3 separate regions of the Mus musculus genome follow, and all the other regions are linked to region 3. The links are chromatin contacts, called in public HiChIP or PLAC-seq maps. All regions are on one chromosome and are shown on one strand. The core of a region is the stretch at or near the end of the contact, and the rest is flanking DNA. Distances in the headings are between cores, read along the strand shown. Region 1 overlaps 4930402H24Rik (RIKEN cDNA 4930402H24 gene). Region 2 overlaps 4930402H24Rik (RIKEN cDNA 4930402H24 gene). Region 3 holds the start of Fastkd5 (FAST kinase domains 5).

What was found. HiChIP or PLAC-seq counts read pairs in DNA pulled down with a chosen protein or histone mark.
Region 1: an H3K27ac HiChIP or PLAC-seq map of T-cell acute lymphoblastic leukemia shows a contact between it and region 3, with 2.1 times the contacts expected there. The contact joins the enhancer-like site here to the promoter of Fastkd5 in region 3. A contact is called at or near these places in 2 of 39 promoter capture datasets (the C10 cell line and macrophages), 3 of 15 datasets of contacts at CTCF or cohesin (the NIH/3T3 cell line, large pre-B cells and pro-B cells), 26 of 484 Hi-C or Micro-C datasets (B cells, the C10 cell line, the HL-1 cell line and 14 more), 9 of 115 datasets of contacts at active chromatin or transcription factors (T-cell acute lymphoblastic leukemia, bone marrow-derived dendritic cells, bone marrow-derived macrophages and 3 more) and 4 of 9 other capture datasets (adipose tissue, embryonic stem cells, liver and 1 more).
Region 2: a contact with region 3 is called in an H3K4me3 HiChIP or PLAC-seq map of bone marrow-derived macrophages, with 4 times the contacts expected there. The contact joins the enhancer-like site here to the promoter of Fastkd5 in region 3. A contact is called at or near these places in 1 of 39 promoter capture datasets (macrophages), 1 of 15 datasets of contacts at CTCF or cohesin (large pre-B cells), 2 of 484 Hi-C or Micro-C datasets (differentiating embryonic stem cells and nephron progenitors), 2 of 115 datasets of contacts at active chromatin or transcription factors (bone marrow-derived macrophages and large pre-B cells) and 3 of 9 other capture datasets (adipose tissue, liver and pancreatic islet).

What each region holds. Positions count from the first base shown.
Region 1 is chr2:130,757,706-130,760,931 of GRCm38.p6, reverse strand. All of the region lies in intron 20 of 4930402H24Rik (RIKEN cDNA 4930402H24 gene), which reads left to right. Among named protein-coding and RNA genes, the nearest start is that of Slc4a11, 62 kb to the right of the region's middle. Within about 2 kb of position 1,616, at least 11 of the 459 cell types and tissues checked have an H3K27ac peak or open chromatin away from gene starts, as enhancers often do. A contact at or near this core is called in T-cell acute lymphoblastic leukemia, where this site is marked.
Region 2 is chr2:130,784,253-130,787,812 of GRCm38.p6, reverse strand. It overlaps 4930402H24Rik (RIKEN cDNA 4930402H24 gene), which reads left to right. Exons shown (of 37, transcript NM_029432.2): 11 at 2,273-2,354; 12 at 3,353-3,389. Among named protein-coding and RNA genes, the nearest start is that of 4930402H24Rik, 54 kb to the left of the region's middle. Within about 2 kb of position 2,267, at least 12 of the 459 cell types and tissues checked have an H3K27ac peak or open chromatin away from gene starts, as enhancers often do. A contact at or near this core is called in bone marrow-derived macrophages and macrophages, where this site is marked.
Region 3 is chr2:130,627,994-130,631,385 of GRCm38.p6, reverse strand. Fastkd5 (FAST kinase domains 5) reads left to right here and starts at 1,384. Exons shown (of 3, transcript NM_198176.3): 1 at 1,384-1,470; 2 at 2,751-2,897. Ubox5 (U box domain containing 5) reads left to right here and starts at 1,348. Exons shown (of 7, transcript NM_001255993.1): 1 at 1,348-1,470; 2 at 2,751-2,897.

The sequences.
Region 1 (3,226 bases), core at 367-2,866, 130 kb before region 3:
AGACAAAGCACGCGTGGCTCCGGTTTTAGCCCATGGTGTTCTGCGGAGTTGTGTTCTGCCCTTCCTTTCTGTTCTCCGGAGCTGTTGGTGCAGACCCGGGAGTCAGGGGCATTGTGGAAATCATGTAGTAGAACTGTAGTACTGACCTTGAAGCAAGATCACATCCAGGGAGGGGGTATGGTATGGGTTATTTGGGTGCGAGAGGGAGTCTCGTGTTGCCCAGAGTGGCCTCACACTGGAGACCCACCTGCTCTGCCTCCCATGTGTTTGCATCTTCTCAGCAAAGGGCTCATTAGAAAACTGATTTTGCATTATTGTATTATCCAACAAGATTTAATGTATCCAGTCTCTGTGTAATAATGAAGAGTACAACTAGAAATGTTTGTGCCCTTATTAGTCACATCGTTTATGTTTTGCACAACTCCAGTTCTTCTGTATGCTGTGCAAACACTCTACCCCTGAGCCACTCCCCAACCCAGTCACGCCATTTTAAGATCTTAAACTTCATCAGGGTATGGTGGCATATTTTGTAATCCGGCTCTCTTGTGCTCCCAGCACTTGGAAAATTGCGGTAAATGGATCACCATTTCAAGGCCAGGCTGTCCACATACTAAGTTCAAGTCAAGACTGGATAGCAAAACCCTCTTTCAGCCCTCTCTCTAGAAAACTTAGATTTCACATTATCCCAGTGCATATCGTTTGTGCTATAGAACAATTCTATAGAAACAATAACTTTAACAAGAGTTTCCCTACTCTGTGTATTAAACATTTTACTAGTTTAGAGTTTAGAGTTACTGTCACAGGATTACTAGAGCTTAAGTTTAAGTTTAGAGCTTAAGTAAAAGCCTTACACATAGCCTGGTGGTGGTGGCACACGCCTTTAATCCCAGCACTCAGGAGGCAGAGGCAGGCAGATATCTGAGTTCGAGGCCAACCTGGTCTACAAAGTGAGTTCCAGGACAGCCAGGGCTACACAGAGAAACCCTGTCTCGAAAAACCAAAAAAAAAAAAAAAAAAGCCTTACACATACAGGCAGTAAGTGTATGTTCTTCCACTAAGTATATGTTCTGGGTAGTTTTATTATTGCTAATTTTTATTTTAATATGGGGGTCTCTCCAAGTTTCCTGACTGGCCTTGAACATACTTTATAATACAGAGAGGCGTTGAACTTGAGAGGCTCCTGCCTCAGATCTTAGGCATGTACTACCATATCCTGTCTCTTAAAAGAAAACCACACAGAATGCCTAGGGCTTTCTCAGGCTTTGGAAGGGGGATTGCAAAGATAAAAGGCCCTGAAATGCAGATGTTGTTAGTATCTTAAAATCTGCCCGTAATTAGAATATGATGAGTTTCATCCCTCAAACTGTGTGTCTTGAGCTCCTTAGTGTGATTGATCAAAGCTTGATGAAAGCATTGATTGGTCAGATCCTGAGCTCTGTTGAAGGGAAACCCTTGCCTGAGGCTGTAAGGAGTTGGCATCTGTGGTAGTTAGATGCAGACAGAGGTTCTGCCCTTTAGAGTGCTGATGGCTGAGGAGGAAGAGCACTTCTCCTTGAACTGCTTCTGGTCCAGTACTTTTTCCCTTCCATAGCCCAGTGGCTTTTACTGTCATAAGGATTCTTGCTGTTCAGCTTCCCAGTCATTCCTGTCCTTCATGTGTCCTTGGTCAGGCAGGCTGCCCAGGACCTAATCCCTAAAAACTTGCTTTAGCCTCAGACTATTATCCTTAAACATTTTCTGTTTTTAACTTAACCCAGATAAAATCCCAGCATGTGTGTTGTCCTCAGGCTTGCTTTGGGGCTCAGGATTATGCTGCTAGGATTTCTTCAGATTGTGCTGTGTGTGCTGGGGGCCAGCACAGCAGTGCAGTGGGGAGCAGAACTTGCAGAGGGTGTGCCTGGGCAGCAGACTGCTGCTGTGACCAAGGCGGCTGAGACAGGTACCAGGTTTGAATGACAAAAATGAAGAAGACTTCATCAGATATTTCAAAACCAACTGTGACACTGCTGACTAATAACAAAACCAGGTGTCAGTTTAAGGTGAAACAGACATTGCTAGGTAGATGTCCTTGTAGAAGTACTTTTTAATTTAAGGGTGCAGTGGACTCTATACAAGCTATGGCTCTGGCACTCTTCTCTGATATCCACTATCAAGCAATCATGATTTAAAATTATTCATAATTTGACATTACTTCCCTTTTGGAAGGGTTGACATAAAGGGGCTCAATTTAGATTCTTAAAACTTTCACCTGGGCTGGTGAGATGGCTCAGTGGGTAAGAGCACCCGACTGCTCTTCCTAAGGTCCCGAGTTCAAATCCCAGCAACCACATGGTGGCTCACAACCATCTGTAACAAGATCTGACGCCCTCTTCTGGAGTGTCTGAAGACAGCTGCAGTGTACTTACATATAATAAATAAATAAATCTTTAAAAAAAAAAACTTTCACCATTCACAGCTGTACATGTTCATATAGTTCATTGATTTTCATAGCTCCAAAGTATTCCTTTATATGAAAATGAGGGAGCTGGAGAAATGGCTCAGCAGTTAAGAGCACTGATTGTTCTTCCAGAGGTCCTGAGTTCAATTCCCAGCAACCACATGGTGGCTCACAACCATCTGTAATGGGGTCTGATGCCCTCTTCTGGTGAGTCTGAAGACAGCAACAGTGTACTCACATAATAATCTTCAAAAAAAATTTTTTTTACCCATCTATACACATAAAATAAATAAAGTGATAAATGCCTTATTTCCTTCCTTCCTTCCTTTCTTCCTTCTTTTCTTTCTTTCTCTCTCTCCCTCTCTTTCTTTCTTTCTTTCTTTCTTTCTTTCTTTCTTTCTTTCTTTCTTTCTTTCTGTCTCTCTGTCTTTCTTGGTAGAGTGGAAGCACCTTCACAGGTGCCTGAGGAATGCTGCCTCTTGTCTGACTGCCAGAAATCCTTCTGTAGTCCAGGCTGCGCCCATTGCTGGTTATTTGCACTGCCTTTTGAAGTCTGGGGAACTGGAGTTTTCTTTTGCACCCGACACTAAGTCAGAAGTTTTTTCTATTTTGTAGTATGTGATAAGAGGCCAATTTACAATATAGAGGTGTAAGTGCCTGTCCCAGCAACAATCTTTGACTAAAATTCCTTGCCCATTGCTCTGCAAATGCCAGTGGTTCTCATAAGTTCAGTGTAGGCAAACCTTCTACCACTGAGCTAAATCCCCAACCCCTAAATCAAGTCTTGCT
Region 2 (3,560 bases), core at 1,018-3,517, 160 kb before region 3:
AGAAAGGCATACTTGCTGGGCAGTCGTGGCACACGCCTTTAATCCTAGCACTCAGGAGGCAGAGGCAGGCTGATCTCTGAGTTCAAGACCAGCCTGTTCTACAGAGTGAGTTCCAGGACAGCCAGGGCTACACAGAGAAACCCTGTGTCTAGAAACAAAACAAAACAAAACAAAACAAAACAAAAAGACCAAAGGCATTCTCCTAACCCTATCTATTCACAGTCCAGCCTTCCTAGGAAGCAGGAAGAAAAAGCTAAGACCCTCTAGTGAAGAAGGTCACAAGCACACCCAGATTTAATTTTAAGGTTAGAGAATGTCCCCTCCCCATTCCCTTAGCACCACCCCAGCAGATCATCAGTGTAGCAGCAGCAGATCATACAAGAAGTTCCTAGGGAAACTCAGAGATAGAGATGTTGTAGAAATTATTTAATCCTGATCCAGGGTGTCTACCCTGCCTTTGACCATTTAGTTCCTGGATAAAAGATACACACAGCCATTATATTTACAATAAGCCTTAAACAGCACAAGAGCTGAACAGATGTCTACCCTCTATGCTATTCAAATCTACCTCCCATCAATAACACCAAATTATTACTTATTATCTTAGCTGCTCTTAATTCCAATTGGCCAGCCTTTTATGGCTCACCTAACTTATGGTAGTTTCTCTTCCTCCTTCACCTTCTCTTCTTGGTTCTCCTCTACCTATATCTCTTCTACCTAGTTATTGACTGTTGGCATCTTTATTTACCAATCAGAAATAACTTGGGGACAGGGTCACTTGGATCTGTGTGCAGACTCCGGGTCTTGGGGACCTGCATTTAATTACAATAGACAAGACCAAACCTCAACACAGAGACATATACAAGGCTACAAGAAAAGGAAGCCTATGGTATTTGAAGCTCCAAAAAATACTAAACACAATTTAATACCCAGTCAGATTAACATCAAGTTTTACACTAAAGGCTTGCTTTTTTTCAGGCCTTGTTACTAGAGTTACTGTGTCTAGCTTCGACAGAAAGTTACAAGGCATACCAAAAGTTGAGGGAAAGGTATTGTGTGAAAAGACAAATGTGTTATTTCTAAAACTTTAGGACTATGGCCGATGTCTGTAATCTCACTTGGGAGTTGGGACAAGAAAGTTGCAAGTTCAAGACTAGCTTGAGCAACATAGCAACACTCTTGTCTGACAGGAGTGGAGTGGTGGTGGTAATATAACCTTCAGAATCAGATAAGACTCATATTTTAAACTTCTTAAAATAGAATTTGTTTTGTTATTGTTATTTGCAGGATAAGATGTTGTGATAAAACACTGACCGAAGCAACTTAGTGAGGGAAAGGATTTATTTGGCTTATACTTTGAGATCACAGTCCATCACTCAGGGAAGCTGGGATGGGAACTCAAGCTGGCAATTGAACTGTAGACTGTGGAAGAGCTACTTCCCTTGCCTGCTTAGCTAGCTTCCTTGTACAGCCTAAGGCCACTGCCCACAGTGGGATAGGTCTCTTCCATCTATTCATTAGGACAGTTCCCCTATATATAGACAATGCCCACCAACAGCCTGATCTGGGTAATCCTTCAATTGAGACTCTCTTATCAGGTGTTTTAGACTTTGTCATATTGACAGTTAAAGTTAGCTAGAACCCCTCCCCAAATCATGTAGTAGGAGAGAACCAACTCCCCAAAAGTTGTTTTCTTAGTTCCACATGTACACTATAGTAACCTGTTTGCACCCCTCACACAAATAAAATCAAAATTAAAAACAAATATTTAAATTTAAACAAATAAATACTATTGTTTAAATCAAATTAAGTCATCTTTGTCTATAAAAATAAATTAGACTGGGCAGTGGTGACACACACCTTTAATCCCAGGAGGCAGATTTCTGAGTTCCAGGACAGCCTGGTCTACAGAGTGCGTTCCAGGACAGCCAGGGCTACACAGAGAAACCCTGTCTGGAAGAAAAAAGAAAATAAGTAAATCAGGTTCAGTTAAGTAAACGTCGTTGCATTAACTGTTTGCTTTCATGTCTTCAGCATCACTTGTCTACGTGTGCTCCGTTTTAAGAGTCTGATTATTGTGCAAATGTTCATGAAGCAGGGTGTGTGTGTGCCATGGCAGATGAGTGGAGGTCTGAGGACAATCTGGTGAAGTCTGTTTCCTCCTTGCATCTTTCCATGGTTTCTGGGGACTGAGTTTAGATGGCCAGGCCTGTGAGCCAGCTCACCAGCTCCTAGTGCACTCATCTTTCTTTCTTCTCCCCACAACGTTCAGGTCGCTCAGTGTGTCTCACCAAAGGGACCTCTGGCCTGTTCAAGAACATACTTTTTTGGAGCTACTCATGTTCCTTATTTGGGTAAGTCTCTATGAATAGTTATCTTACCAGCTATTACCTAATGGTTTTTCCTATGAAAGAGACATTATTATACAATTTACTATTTTATGCAAAATTCCATCTTGTAGGCATTTATCTTTCCCTGATTGCAACTATAGAATCAATTTGTTTAACTCATTCCTCACAGAATTCATTTCAATTCAACCTATAGTTTAAAGTTTAGCTGTGTTTATCCCCTGTGCTGTGTCAGAAGAAGGGCCAAGATTAATGAGACAGTTTGGGATAGCCGGGATGTGAGCTCCAGTCGGATCACATGACTGAACTCCTGCCTAGCTGCTCTGTGAAAAGAGGAAGTAGGCTGTGATAGGACACCCAAGGCTGAGGACTTGCAACAGTGAACTTCAGGAAGGCTAGGCCAAGTAGGGGAACACTACTTGCTGGGGTACTCTGAAGCTTCGGGTATCCAAAGAGACATGGGGGAGAAACTTTTAAATTGAGTGTGGCTCTCAGCATTGCTTCCCAGAGGTCAGGATTCAGAGGCCATTCATATAGAAGCCAGGAAGTTCTGGAAAGAAAGATTACTTAGATCAGATAATTAAAAAAATTAAAAATAGCCAGGCAGTGGTGGCACACGCCTTTAATCCCAGCACTCAGGAGGCAGAGGCAGGCAGATTTCTGAGTTCGAGGCCAGCCTGGTCTACAGAGTGAGTTCCAGGACAGCCAGGGCTATACAGAGAAACCCTGTCTCAAAAAACCAAAAAAAAAGAAAAAAGAAAAAAAGAAAATTTAAAAACAACTTAAACAACATTAATTTAAGTGTGTGTGTGTGTGTGTGTGTGTGTGTGTGTGTGTGTGTGTGTGTGTGTAAAAACATTCAAGAGCCTAAGATTCTGTGAAATGAATTGAAAAAGAGTCAGGGGGTAAATGAAAGTCTGAGAAAATTCTGGGAAAAGGCAAGTACCGCTTGCCGTCTGTGCGTGTGTAGTATTTAATTTAACCTGGAACATTTCCCTTTCCAGGTGACAACGAGAAGCTGCCCAGGACCACGGAGCAAATGTAAGTCCTTAAGCCAGATAGGTTTCCTCTTCTCAGAGTTGAGTTTCTCTCTGAGGCCCTCCTGCTTCCCCTTGGGGTCCACACTGCTGGGGACAGACGGACACTGCTGTCTGTCTATGGCTCAGCCAGTCCCAGAACGGCTCAGTCTGGAGCCTTGTCCAGAGGGCTTGG
Region 3 (3,392 bases), core at 135-2,634:
ATATGCGCAAGCCAAGAAAGTCCTAGAAGCATGCAATAACTCTTCCTTTCCAGTACTGTTGACTAGAGGTGGGCTATAAGCTCCTCCCACTTCATAGGAGACTAGGAAACAGCATTTTGCAAAGAGAAACTAGATTGTCATGGCTGCCCAGGAGCAATCAAAGTTTGTCCCCTGGGGGTGGGATTTTTCACTCTGGGTTCATGAGCAGGTTGTAATCAGGTAAGAAGTCCCCAGTCAGTGAGGGCCATGTTACCAATGGTCTGGAAGGCACAGATGTTCAAATGTTCACAGCCAGGCAGGCTGCCTTACATAGAACCCAGAAGCTGGGATGCTGGTCTCAAATCTCTTTGTCACAACCTCTTATATAGCCTGTTTCCCCACCAGTGCCTTGGAGAAAGTATGGTATCTCTCTCAGTTTTCCTTCACAGCGTCTCAAATAGATGGCACTGACAAGGCTGAAGACTGAATAGACACCGACAGGCCTGGGACAGGCACTTCTGTTACATAGGACTTGGGAGAATCTTTCTTACCTTGATAGCCAAACCAGCCACGTGTGAGGCCCTCCTAAGGGAGGTAGACCATCCTGACCTACCCACCTTCAGTTCCAGCTCCACTTTTCCCTTCCCTTCCCTTCCCTTCCCTTCCCTTCCCTTCCCTTCCCTTCCCTTCCCTTCCCTTCCCTTCCCTTCCCTTCCCTTCCCTTCCCTTCCCTTTTCCCTTTTCCCTTTTTTTCCCTTTTTCCCTTTTTTCCCTTTTTCCCTTTTTTTCCCTTTTTTCCCTTTTTTCCCTTTTTTTCCCTTTTTCCCCCCTTTCCCCCCTTTCCCCCCTTTCCCCCCTTCCCCCCCTTTTCCCCCCTTTTCCCTTTTTTTCCCCTTCCCCCTTCCCCCTTCCCCCTTCCCCCTTCCCCCTTCCCTTCCCTTCCCGGTCTCTTTATATAGCTATGGTTGTCCTGGAACTATTTTGATCAGGCTGGCTTCGAATTCATAAAGATTCACCTGCCTCTGCCTCTTTAGTTCTGGGATTAAAGACGTGCATCCCTATGCCGGGATCCTTGCATACATTTTCATCTATCCATTGCTAGTTCCTCTTCTGAAAGCATTTTCACTATTAGAAATGCATCATGATTCTCTTTGTATAGATGACAAACTAGGCTTGAAAAGTTTGTGTGACTTCTTCAAAGTCATAAAACCCAGAACCTGTGCCAATTACTTCTGCTCAATTACTTTCAAAGCGACCCATCCAGGATAATATTTTTCCCTCTCCATGTTCTAAGGTCAGAAACTAGAAAATGGTCATGGAAAACTTCGACTACGGTTTTTTGAACCTCAGCGGCTCCGGTACCAACGTAAGCGGAAGGTGAGGGCCGCTGGCCGGAAGTGGGTTGTGGAGCGGTTGATGCAGGAGTCTGTGCATTGACTTACCCGGGGCGGCCCGGGACTGGAGTTAGGGAGCTGCCTTCGCGGGCTTCAGGTGAGTGGGCGGCCGGGGAGGACGAGGTGGCTCGACTTGCTGCCTGCACTCTGGCCTCGCCGGGTCCGGGCCGCGCGCTCCGCCATCCCGGTTCTCCCGGGCCTGCTGCGCTTCCCCGCGGGCTGTCCTCGTGCCGCCCCGGAGCACCTCTCAGCATCACCCTCTAGGGTCACCTTATCACGGCGGACTGCTGTGAGAGTGGGTCCGGACGGCGCTTTTAGCCCCCTGCGAGGTGGAGATCGAGTCTGCGTCTCTCACGGGGCTGTTGTGATAGCAGTCTCCCTGGTCTCTCCGTTCCAGTGTGCACGTGAAGCCCTAGCAAAGTGACTTAGCCTAGGGTCTCGGTCGGCGCCTGCGAGTCGGCGTTTCTGATCAGCTTTTCGCCAGCACTTTGAGCAGCGTTTGATGTAGGGCTTAGGACGGGGTGAGGCAATAGGACAAATATCCTTTCTTCATTTTAAGCAGTTTCTGGTTGTACAAACCCAACTCGGGCCAGGAGTGGTTCTCCCTTCTCTTTCTCCCCCCGGGGATAGGAAGTAATTGCTCCTTTTCTGTTAAGATCTTTTTGCTCTAACTCGGGAACTCTGGACAGGAGCCTTTATAGTCGATAGATTCACGCCTCTTCTCAGAGGCTACATTGCTCACTTGGTGTAGGCATCTGGGCATTGCTTCATCCTGTGACGCTCATATATAGATACTCCAACGTCAGAGGGAACTGGTATTTTGTGCTCATGTTTTCTGCACTTTGCCCACACTGAGGACCCAGAACAGTGCCTTTGTTTTTTGTTTGTTTGTTTGTTTTTTGTTTTTTCGAAACAGGGCTTCTCTGTATATCCCTGGCTGTCCTGGAACTCACTTTGTAGACCAGGCTGGCCTCGAACTCAGAAAATCCGCCTGCCTCTGCCTCCCGAGTGCTGGGATTAAAGGCGTAGAACAGTGCCCGGCTTAGAACATTGCCTTTCTAGAACTAGGTTCTAAGGCTTACTGTCCTCAGTTGCCGAAGGCTAGCCCTAGGGAATTTAGTCCTGCTTGGTAGACCAAAATAAAATCTGAAGACTACTATTTCATACAGCTGAGAGTTGTGCCGGACTGATGTGCCTGTGTGTCTTTCTCATTTATCTATCTATCTATCTATCTATTTATTTATTTATTTATTTATTTATCTATTTGGTCCCCAACGGAGTCTTGGCATTTATCATGTAAATAGGTCAATTTATATTTTTTTATTATATGTGTATGGGTGACTTCCATTTATGCATGTCTGCACCATTTGTATGCAGTGCTGGAGGAGGCCAGAAGAGGGCGTTGGATCTCCTGGGACTTGAATTAAGGTTGATTGTGAGCCACAGTGTGAGCGCTGGAAATCAAACCCCAATCCTCTGGAAGAGCAGCCAGTACTCTTAAACACTGAGCAATCTCTCCAGCCAGTAAGTCATCTTTTCTTTTTCTTTGTTTTTTGTTTTTTTTTTTTTTTCAAGTCAGGGTTTCTCTGTATAGCGCTAGCTGTCCTGGAATTTGTCCTGTAGATAAGACTGGCCTTGAACTCACAGACATCTACCTACCTCTGCCTCCCAAGTGCTGGGATTAAAAACTAGCTCTGTCACCACTCCCACCACCAGGCTTCATAAGACTCCTTTCATATAAAAGAATTCTGGCCAGCCATGGTAGTGCACTCCCCTCCCCCCCTCCCCTCCCCAGTGCCACCACAAGACAAGGTTTCTCACTGTAACCAGCACTGGCTGTCCTGGACTCGAACTCATGAGATCTCACTGCCTCTCCCTCTCGAGTACTGGACTAAAGGCATGCGAGGCCTTGCTTGGCTGGTGGTGCCTTTTTTTTTTTTTTTTTTTAAAGATTTATTTATTTTATGTATATGAGTATATGTGTAGCTGTCCTCAGACACACCAGAAGAGGGCATCGGA